Linked DNA regions of Mus musculus: region 1 is linked to region 2. The links are chromatin contacts, called in public promoter capture Hi-C maps. All regions are on one chromosome and are shown on one strand. The core of a region is the stretch at or near the end of the contact, and the rest is flanking DNA. Distances in the headings are between cores, read along the strand shown. Region 1 holds the start of Dse (dermatan sulfate epimerase). Region 2 holds the start of A830082N09Rik (RIKEN cDNA A830082N09 gene).

The links. Capture Hi-C pulls out chosen DNA fragments and counts their contacts.
Region 1: a contact with region 2 is called in a promoter capture Hi-C map of adipose tissue. The contact joins the promoter of Dse here to the promoter of A830082N09Rik in region 2. A contact is called at or near these places in 8 of 39 promoter capture datasets (the 3T3-L1 cell line, 3T3-L1-derived adipocytes, the C10 cell line and 4 more), 3 of 115 datasets of contacts at active chromatin or transcription factors (the NIH/3T3 cell line, bone marrow-derived macrophages and embryonic stem cells) and 3 of 9 other capture datasets (adipose tissue, liver and pancreatic islet).

What each region holds. Positions count from the first base shown.
Region 1 is chr10:34,204,733-34,209,622 of GRCm38.p6, forward strand. Dse (dermatan sulfate epimerase) reads right to left here and starts at 2,503. Exons shown (of 6, transcript NM_172508.3): 1 at 2,348-2,503.
Region 2 is chr10:33,993,463-33,998,017 of GRCm38.p6, forward strand. It overlaps A830082N09Rik (RIKEN cDNA A830082N09 gene), which reads right to left and starts at 1,593. Exons shown (of 1, transcript NR_015526.2): 1 at 1-1,593. It overlaps Rwdd1 (RWD domain containing 1), which reads right to left. Exons shown (of 7, transcript NM_025614.3): 7 at 3,093-3,386. The coding sequence ends at 3,265.

The DNA.
Region 1 (4,890 bases), core at 1,253-3,752, 210 kb after region 2:
CCACCGTCACAGAGGCCTGCCACAACACAGCCTAGGACAATAGAAGGGAAATGCACGTTAAAATGTTTACTATACGTAGAACTAAAACATCCTAGTGGCTGAAAAAAAAAATATTTAAGCTAGACTGTAATTAGTCCTTGGCAGATTTCTTTGACTGTTTTGAAAACAAAGATTCTCAATGAATCCACATATCCAAATTATTTCCCCTTTTACTCCACTAGTTAGAATAATAATGTTGAGAATTATGTTTCTCTAATGCAACACGGAGGAACCAAGCAAGAAGAAATAAAGAGCAAAATAATCTATCACAAGTAATATAAAGAAATGAAAAAACAAAACAAAACTTTGTTTCATCCCAGAATGCATTTGTCTAAAAATTGTCTCAGAGACTGAAATAATTTTCTATACTAAGACAGTACTAAGGTTCTGTGAAGGATGGCCCTAGGTCCCGCCACAACAGCACTGCAACCTCCTGCCCCCAGACACACACACCACTTATCTCATTGAAATGGACCACTTCAGCTGATTTGTGAACTACTGCTAAGTACTAGTGCAGACACATGCACAAGAACTACTCACTAAGATGTGACTGATTTAACTGGGAGAATCCACCGACTTCTTATCATGGTCTTTTTCTGGGCTAAAACCCCACCATGCAGATTGTATCCTGCTGTCAATTTCCCTCCTTGTCAAGGAACTTTAAAAAAAAGTCTCTTTTACTGAATGATTTCACTGTCTCTTTTTAATCTGGATATTAAAATGTACTTTGTAGACCAGTGTTTTCGTATAATTATTGAAACTAAGACTGATATCATGTTCTGATAATGACTAAAGGACTCTGCCGACATTCAAGTCCTCCATATTGCTTAGTCTCATATTCCTCTTTCTACAGCCAAAGACACTCCAAGAAAGCAGGGGCTGTATCTCGTGTACCCACTCCCTGTCCTAGTAACCCACACTCATGCTTTTGGTTAAGCCCTCAAGGAGTGTCACTATAGTAAACACATGTTAAATCCAAAATTTTCTCCCTTTTCAGTAGAATAGAATTTACTACCCCCCCCCCAAAAAGACCACATTTGTACAGGATTAAAGGAAAATAGTAATGTGTGAACAAATAATAGGGTAATCCTGTTTTATTTTTCCCATGCACGTTACATTTTGTAGTTCTCTCTAGTAGTATAGTCCAAAATCTTCTACAAAATTTTGGTTTCATAAGGGGTAGAGATGGCTCAGTGGTCAAGAACTGGTACTGCTCTTGTCCAGGACCAGAGTTCATTTCCCAGCACCCACATTAGGATGCTCAGAGTGTAGCTACCATACTAACACATCTAATGTTCTTCTGACCTCTGCAGGCACCTGTCTATAGTCCTGTGCATATACTCCCAGACAGACACATAATTTTGAAGTGACACTAATGAATCTTTTTTTTAACTTCACTAGTACTATCATTTATTAAGAAGATGTAAAAGCTGAAAAGACAATTAGTAAAAGTGAAAATTCTGTAATGTGAAAGAATATGAAAATATTTCTAGAAGATTCTACCTTCCTTAAGATATTGTTGATTAAGCAGCAATAAACACCAAATGTTTTCAAGAATCCACTAGAAAATCTCTAGAAACCAACGTGTCAGTTCCTGACCTAAAGAATTCCAGGTGAAAGAGGCCGGCCTCTTGCATTGGAAGCAAAGGATTAGGTTATGAATGCCAGCTGGCCTAAACGGAGGCTGTTGCCTCAAAGGAGAGATGAGAAAGTTCTCAGTTCACAAAGTTAGCTCAGATCCAGCCTCGACAGATTCTGAGCCCATGTGGCATCGCTTACAGTGCTCCCCAGCCCGAGTCAAGCCCGCCTGCCGGGCCCCCGATTGGCCCAGGCGGCCTCGGGTTGAGGTTGCCCAATCACTCTGGGGTGTTGGAGTGCAGGGGCGCTGGAATCCTGTGGCTGGGGGTGACTCAGAAGCAGCTTTCTGGGCGTTGGCGGTCCGGAGGTCGCACAGGCACAACCAGCATGGGAGCACACGACCACTACCATCCCTAGATAACTGGTGTAGCATAGGAAGGGAACGCAAGGGTGTGCTATCTCCAAACCTCTGGAAACTCGGGAGCACGTCCAGTCCCCGCCATTCGCTCCTGATCTCGGTGCTGCTGTCTGAGCTGGGTACCCGGGTAGGAGATCACGGAGCCAGCAGAGCTGGCCCGAGATGCTCAGTCCACAGGGAAATCGACGCGCAGCGGGGGACGTGGCTCAAGCTGGTCCGTAGGGACCGGTCCAGTGTAGACCCATGGAGCCACAGGAGGGTAGCTTCCTGGAGCGTGGCCCAGAGCAGCGCCCAACCCAGCCCATCACTCACCGCTCCGTCCTCCCGGGCGTCCTCTCTCTGCGTCCCCGTGGGGCGCCGGGACTCCGGACCCCTGGAGTCGGGCCCTCAGCTTGCGCGCCGAGCCATCCGAGCTCAGGGCGCTGCGCCCGGGGTGCGCCGCTGCAGCCTCTAGCCGCCGTGCGGACTGGGCGGAGACCGTCGGCGGAGAGAGGGGGGTGGGCCGCGGCAGGGCTCTGCCTGGGGCGGAGGAAGCCGCAACGTCAGCAGAGCCCGGGAGGCGAGGATGGGGAGGGGGAGAGCGGGACCCCCGCCCAGCCCAATCCGGACCTCCGCACGGGCTCTCCTCCGGCGCCCCAGATCACGGCTCCACGCGAGGCTCTGCCTTCCGGTCGCTGCGGCCCGGACCCCACAAGACACCACAGGACCCCACAGAACCCCAAGCACCCTGCCCTGCCCTGCCCCGCCCCGCCCCGCCGCTTTGGTTCCTACAGCTCTGATTTCTCCTGACCCAAGAGCTTCAAGTTCCACTCTGGAATCTCACCCAAAGGAAAGATAATTTCTGGAGGCCGGGGGAGGAGGGGCCGATTCGTTTTTTAAAGCGCTGGAAGAGGAAAGCCGAGAATTTAAAGAATCCCACTACCAAAGCTAGCGGCCAACCCCCTCTCCAGGCTCCAAAATAGTTACACTCCCGACGCCTCCCTCCCTTCCCCCCTTTCCTGAATCAGTTTTACTCTCAAAGAGAAAGGGGAAAATCCACCTAATCCGAAGCAGTTGTCGCCTAGAATGGAGTTGCAAAATACAGGGAATCCTACCGCAAGGAACCCTGTAAGCTGAACTGATTTTAATCAGCAAAGATAAAGGATTGGGGGAAGATCCTTTAGAGTTTGCAGTTCACAAAGGAAACTTTATCTTATTTCGTGTGTGTGTGTGTGTGTGTGTGTGTGTGTGTGTGTGTGTGTGTGTGTGTGTGTTTGTGTGTGTACGCGCGCGCGTGAGAGAGATATGCACCCAACTTTTGTTTATTCTTTCAATGAAATGTAGCCATCCAATACAAACTCTAACCGGTCCAGGGTTGGATCTCCTTCCTCAGAGTTAAAGAGAATTAACCTACTAGATTCTATGAAAAGGCAGCTTTTCGAGAGACACTTACCCGTTCGTAAGAATGGGCGGTTTTACTCAACCCTGTTTGCTAACAATTGCTCGGAGTTCTGACAGACTATGGAGACCCAAGGGCGCTTCCAGGCAACCACACTATTAGGAAAAGTTACAGATTTTGCAATCAAAAGTGGCTCCTCACCACGGATTAAAAAAAAAAAAAAGAAAAAAAAGAAAAGAAATACTACTGTTAGGCTTTTAAATGCTAACTCAGATAAATCACTAATTTGCGTTAACTTCCTGATATTTGGACAGGCCTGTGGTGAGAAAGTTCTAACCAGAGTAGTACTGTGAAGCAGTATTCAAATCCTTACTTTTCAGTTTACTGAAAGCTAAGCCACCTTCAGAGGCTGTGTCTCATCTATAGCATATAATTACTATAATACTCCATGCAACAAAAGATACAAATGGCTAATATTTATTAAAAGTTTACTGTATGCCAGGCCCTGTGTTGAGGTATTTATTTTAGTAGAATGAATTGTATCAGTGCCTAGCTGTAGTGTATAATTCTGAGTTAATTTCCACTTGTCTTCTCAAATCAGAAAATGACTTGAGAGAAAGCAAGATGTTTACCTACTGAACTTCCCAATGAGTAGTCTTGTAGTCATGGCCTCTCCCAGCTAATATCTTAGAATCATAAAAGAGTGTTCATACAGTCTTTGGAATGGAACCCTACACCTGACTGATGAATCAGGTGGTTGATCATAATGTGCAGACAAGACTGAAGGTCTTTTTTTTAAAGGTAGTAGTACCCACATTTACCTATTGATTGATGTCACTGCTCTGGAAATCTAGCTATAGCTGACACTGACTTGCAAAGATCCCCATGATATGATACCTCTCAACAGATTTACACATCTGCTTTCTGGACTCTATAGGCCTTTTTTTTTTTAAAGATTTATGTGTATTTTTAATTACATGCACATGGCTATCTTTCCACAGAGACCAGAAGGGGGACATTAAATCACATAGAATTAGATGGAGAGTGGTTGTGAGCTGCCCAACCAACATTGGTGCTAGGAGCCAAACTTGGGCCTTATCCAAAAGTGGTATGCCTTTTTGGCCACACTCTCCAGCCCCAACATGCCTATTCTTGACTCTGCAGGAGAATGCTTCAGTTTGTCTGAGTACATATCCATCTCTATTATCTTTTTCCTTGCCCAGTGTCCTTCTTAAAATCCCTAGAACTGCATCCAAAGTTTCATTTAAAAGTCACAGTGGAAAGCTGTGTACCTGCTTTGTTCAGAAGTATATCCTTGGAGCATTTTCTGTTGTTTGTTGTTTCCATAGCAAATGTTTATCAGAGGCCTTCTTCAACCTACATTCACTACAATTTGTGTCCAACACTCCATCTTATTCTATTGAGTTCTGTTGTGTTAAATTTGGCTTAGTCTTTAAGCTTGTTGCATGTTCTGTAT
Region 2 (4,555 bases), core at 343-2,842:
CTTTAAGCTAAAAAAAAAAGACCTATAAAAATTCAAGGATGTTCTGCGTGTAGTGAATGTCACTGTGCACTGTGTGCTCTCTGACAGTCAACGTGCCAGATGCTCCCACGAAGGCTTTCCAAGGAAAACGCTCTCCATCTTGTGCAAGGAAACAACATCAAGAACAGTAACACAAAGAAGTACCCAGTAACACCCATCTCCCCAGTTATGCCTAACTTCTCCTAACTTGCTACCTTTGTAAGGCCACGCTTTTCCATTAGCATTTGTCAGTCTGTCTCTCTTATTCCCTCAACCTCTTTTCCTACCTACTGCATCCTACCTTCTTCTGTGGTTCTGTATTCCTGAACTATTTACCCAGATCACACACTTATGGGAAACAACACAATGTAACGTTATGATTCAGGACCATCGACAGTGCCACTGAGTTGGCCTGTCTGGGGACCAACTGAAAATTTGATATATTATTAACCACATTTGTTGTGGTAGCTAAGAATAGCTAAGGTTCTAGTCACAACAGTAAAACTGTAGGCTGAGCTGCACTATTTCTCTTCATGGGAGAAGGGAAAAACATTTAACACTGCCACAAAGCACAAAGCAGCTGCCCAGTGTTACCGGCTTACTAAATGGAAGTTTTAAGTGATTGTCCCCAGCAAGCAACGGGAACACAAATCTGTGTGGTTTAAACTGCACATCTACAATGCTGATGCCATTATCTAGGTTGGGTCAAGGATAAGAATTGGGTGGCAATTTAGTTATTCTCCCTGGAGAATGCAAAATTAGTTCTAGATATAAAATGAAAATCAGCATAGGTCATTTTCTTTGATGATGTAAATAAAAAATCCTTTTGAATGTGCCTTAACAATTAAAACAATCCCTTTAGTCAACCTTTGATACAAGTAAACTGACAAACAGGTCACGTGAACTTTCACCTCAACAGCAGCAGCCTGACACTGGCTAAAGCCATTGCCTGTGGACACACTGCATGGCAAGCTAATGCCACCTGCCTGTGTACACACTGCATGTGCCACAGCTTCTGAAAGCTTCACCTACAGCTGATGGTTCCTTCAATGTAAACAGGTGATCACCCTGACACATACTCCTGCCTTGTCTTCCGACCTGACACAAAACACTTCAAGTGATGTCATATAGCTCACCTCCCTACATTCAAAGCCTGTGGCACCAACAATGGGTAACATGCACATGTTAACAACCCACAGGCATCTTTCTTCTAGAAACTAAAAGCTCATCTTTGCTGCTTACAAATATTCTAAACACATAGTCTGTGAAGAGTAATGAACTCATTTTCTCTTTCCAATGAGGTGACAGTGTCCTTTCCTTTTAGTCTGACCTCAACTGAACAATATTCAATTAACTCTTTGCATGTTTCTCAGCACTTTCTCAAGTTGCCCTAAAGAATCTTTGCTGGCAAAAAGAGCATGAAGGGATGAGAGGATGAGGTCTTATTCAAGAATGTGGGTATAAAGACTGGTTTGAACTCTCCTGAGAATTCTCATTCTTCCCATAATTTACACAAGTGTTTCCCTTTTTATCCTACTAATATTTTTATATGTCTTGGCACAAGTAGCAAAAGATCAAGCAAGTTTTCCACAGCCACAGTTCAGGCTGCTGCACAAATGGAGTCATGGGCTCACTCCCAGAATATGAATTCAACTGGGATTTATGTTCTCATGACAAATCTTGAAGTGTCAAGAGAACTAGTCAGGTTGCCTTTTTATCATTGCTTTCCCTACATTCTACAAAGACTAAGGTAGAAACCCACTTCAGTACCAAAGCACCTAAAAATCTTGTAAGTCACATGAAGAAAGAGGGACAAGTTGGCACTTGGGTCAAAGACCTGACCTTGGCACATTGTTCCTCGATGCTTCGTTACCCCAACTGAACAGCTTCGTCCAGGTTCTTACACAGCTACTGACCAGCTTCTCGCCATCGCTTTTATGGAGGAGAAAAGCTCATATAACACAAGCTTTTGGCTCTGCATAGAAACCCTGAAAGTTCTTGCCACCACCTGGCATCAAGATCAACTAAAACAATCTTCAAAAAGTATTAAATTCCAGAATGACAATTTTCCTTTTGTTTTTGCTTTTCTGTTTGTTTGGTTTTGGTTTTTCTCAAGACAGGGTTTTTCTGTGTAGCCCTAGCTGCCCCGGAACTCGCTCTGTAGACCAGGCTGGCTTCAAACTGAGATACTGCTGCCTCTGACTCCCGAGTGGGGAGGTTAAATTTGAGCGCCACCAACTCCCGGCATGATAGTTTTATTTTAAATAGTTTGAGTTTAATCATAAGTCTCGTTCCAAAGTAAGACTGTATTTGTGGGTATGTGACAGACATTTTTGACTGAAGGTAGGTACTTGGAACAGTACAAGTGATATAAACCAGAGGCAAGTCAACCTTCTAAACTGTAGACTGGGTAGCTAGCAGGAAGCCTGGCTCACCTACCTGATACCCACAACCAACCATCTTAATGTACTATGAAGAGGGCATTCCATATGCGAATATCTAGATATATTTCTCTTCCAATAATAAACAGTCCCAAGAGAGTCTTTGAACTGGTTAAATGGCCAGAAAAACACTAACCCAGGTAAGACAAACCAACAGGCCAGGGACTCAGGCAGAAATACATGTTAGAACAGTTCTAGAACTGCTGTAATGAGACTGAGCTGTTTTAAAATCAGGTTGGGATCTACTGCTCCTGGCTCTAACCCACAAAAGGCCCAGGAATGCATACCTCAAAACCATCAAATTTGGATTCAAATACTGCCACCACTATAATAAAGTCTATTTTATTCCTCCAAACATAATAGTTGAACTTCTAATTTGGTTAAAACTCAAAATTATTGTGCCAGGCACTAGGAGTCCAGGTTGGTTACTGTCACTCATTCTTCTCGTAAGACATTTGGAATCCAAAGTAACCACTGACCCCAGCATAGAAATTCCAAGTCACGCCCATTCCTTATTTGTAAAATCAAGCATCCATAGCAGCAGCCTACATCAGTGATACAGGTGGGGGCTCTCTGCAACACTAAGTCATAAAACATCTAAACTGTTCATCAATAAGAGGAAGTAAACACTTTATATTTGAAATTTTATGGGCAGTTTATTAAGTTCAATGATGAAAGTTATCAGAAGAATATTCTCCTGAAAAATATGTTTTTTCTTAGAAAAAAACAAAAGGAAGATCCAAACCCTCTAGCATAGCCACAGATGCTGTGGCGGTCACGCCTCTCTGGAGACTGGGACAGTCCATCAGTCTGAGGAGTCACTCCCTGGGGCAACAGGATTGTAGTCAGGATCATCTTCACCATCTTCTAGCTCCAAATCGTCCATTTCTTGGAACAATGACTCATCCACCTCCACATTGTTCCCAGCTGTGAAGAGTAAAACAGCCTCATCTTATAATCCAGAAAAAACGTGTGTGTGTGTGTGTGTGTGTGTGTGTGCGAGTGTGTGTGCGCGCGCTCAGGGAACTGGAGGTTGGGGGTAGGGATGACTCTCAGGCTACCAGTGCAAATTGTTCTGAAGTTGATCAGCAGAGACTGACAATAGAAGAGCAACTCCAATCTTCACAGTCATAGCCTAGAATCTTGCTATTTTAAAGTAGGCTCATAGACTACTTAATGTAAATGTAGCAAGCTATAGTTGAAAACGAGGACTCACTGGTGGACAATCACTGAGTCCAGCCCCACAGCTCAGCTTACCAAGAAGCAGCAGATATGCATATCATCAAAGCTGATCTGTAATTTCTTACTTAATTGACTGTCAGATGGGACTAGCCTAGTTCCCTTTACATACAACAGATGGAAAAGGCTCTAAATGTCTAAGCCCTATGAGAAGCAATGGCCAGGCTCTGCCTCAACAAACCTACTTTGCAGATGGCCTGAAGTCGCTATAGCAGGATACCACAGTACTACTCCATCTGTGCAAAGGTTATCTTCCTTCCCTCTTAAGAATCTAGGTTACTGGTATTCAATCCAATGAGAATATAGAGAGCCTATGTAAACTATAGTCTATATAAACAAGATATAGGGCTGGAGAGATGGCTCAGCCATTAAAGGCTAGGCTCAGAGCACTGAGTCCAGGCCACAGAGTAACCGAGTCAAGAGCAGTGAAAGCTTCTCAAGCCTCTTCAGGGAACATTTGAATCCAACAGAGCACAAGGATCAGGACAAGCGATTCTAAAAGTATATAAAACGTACAAAATGATAAGAGCTTGGTATTTCCAATTAGAAGACAAGAATCTTGAGAAAAATACCTGGAAGTAACACAGGTAAGGGCAGATCGAAATGGAACTATGTAGTCTTTCCCCTATCAAAGAATTCTAAGGTTTTATGGTTAAATATAAGGTTCTCATTTTCAGAAGCAGAGAAGTTAACTATAGAAGATTCAAGGCTCCAAGAAACCAAGTGATTCATGGGCTGGAGAGATGGTAGAAGGGCTGGCTGCTCTTCTAGAGACTCAGATTCAATTCCCAGCACCCACATGGTGGCTCAGAGCTATAACTCCAGCTTAACAAGGGAGGGCAGGGGGGACACGTAAC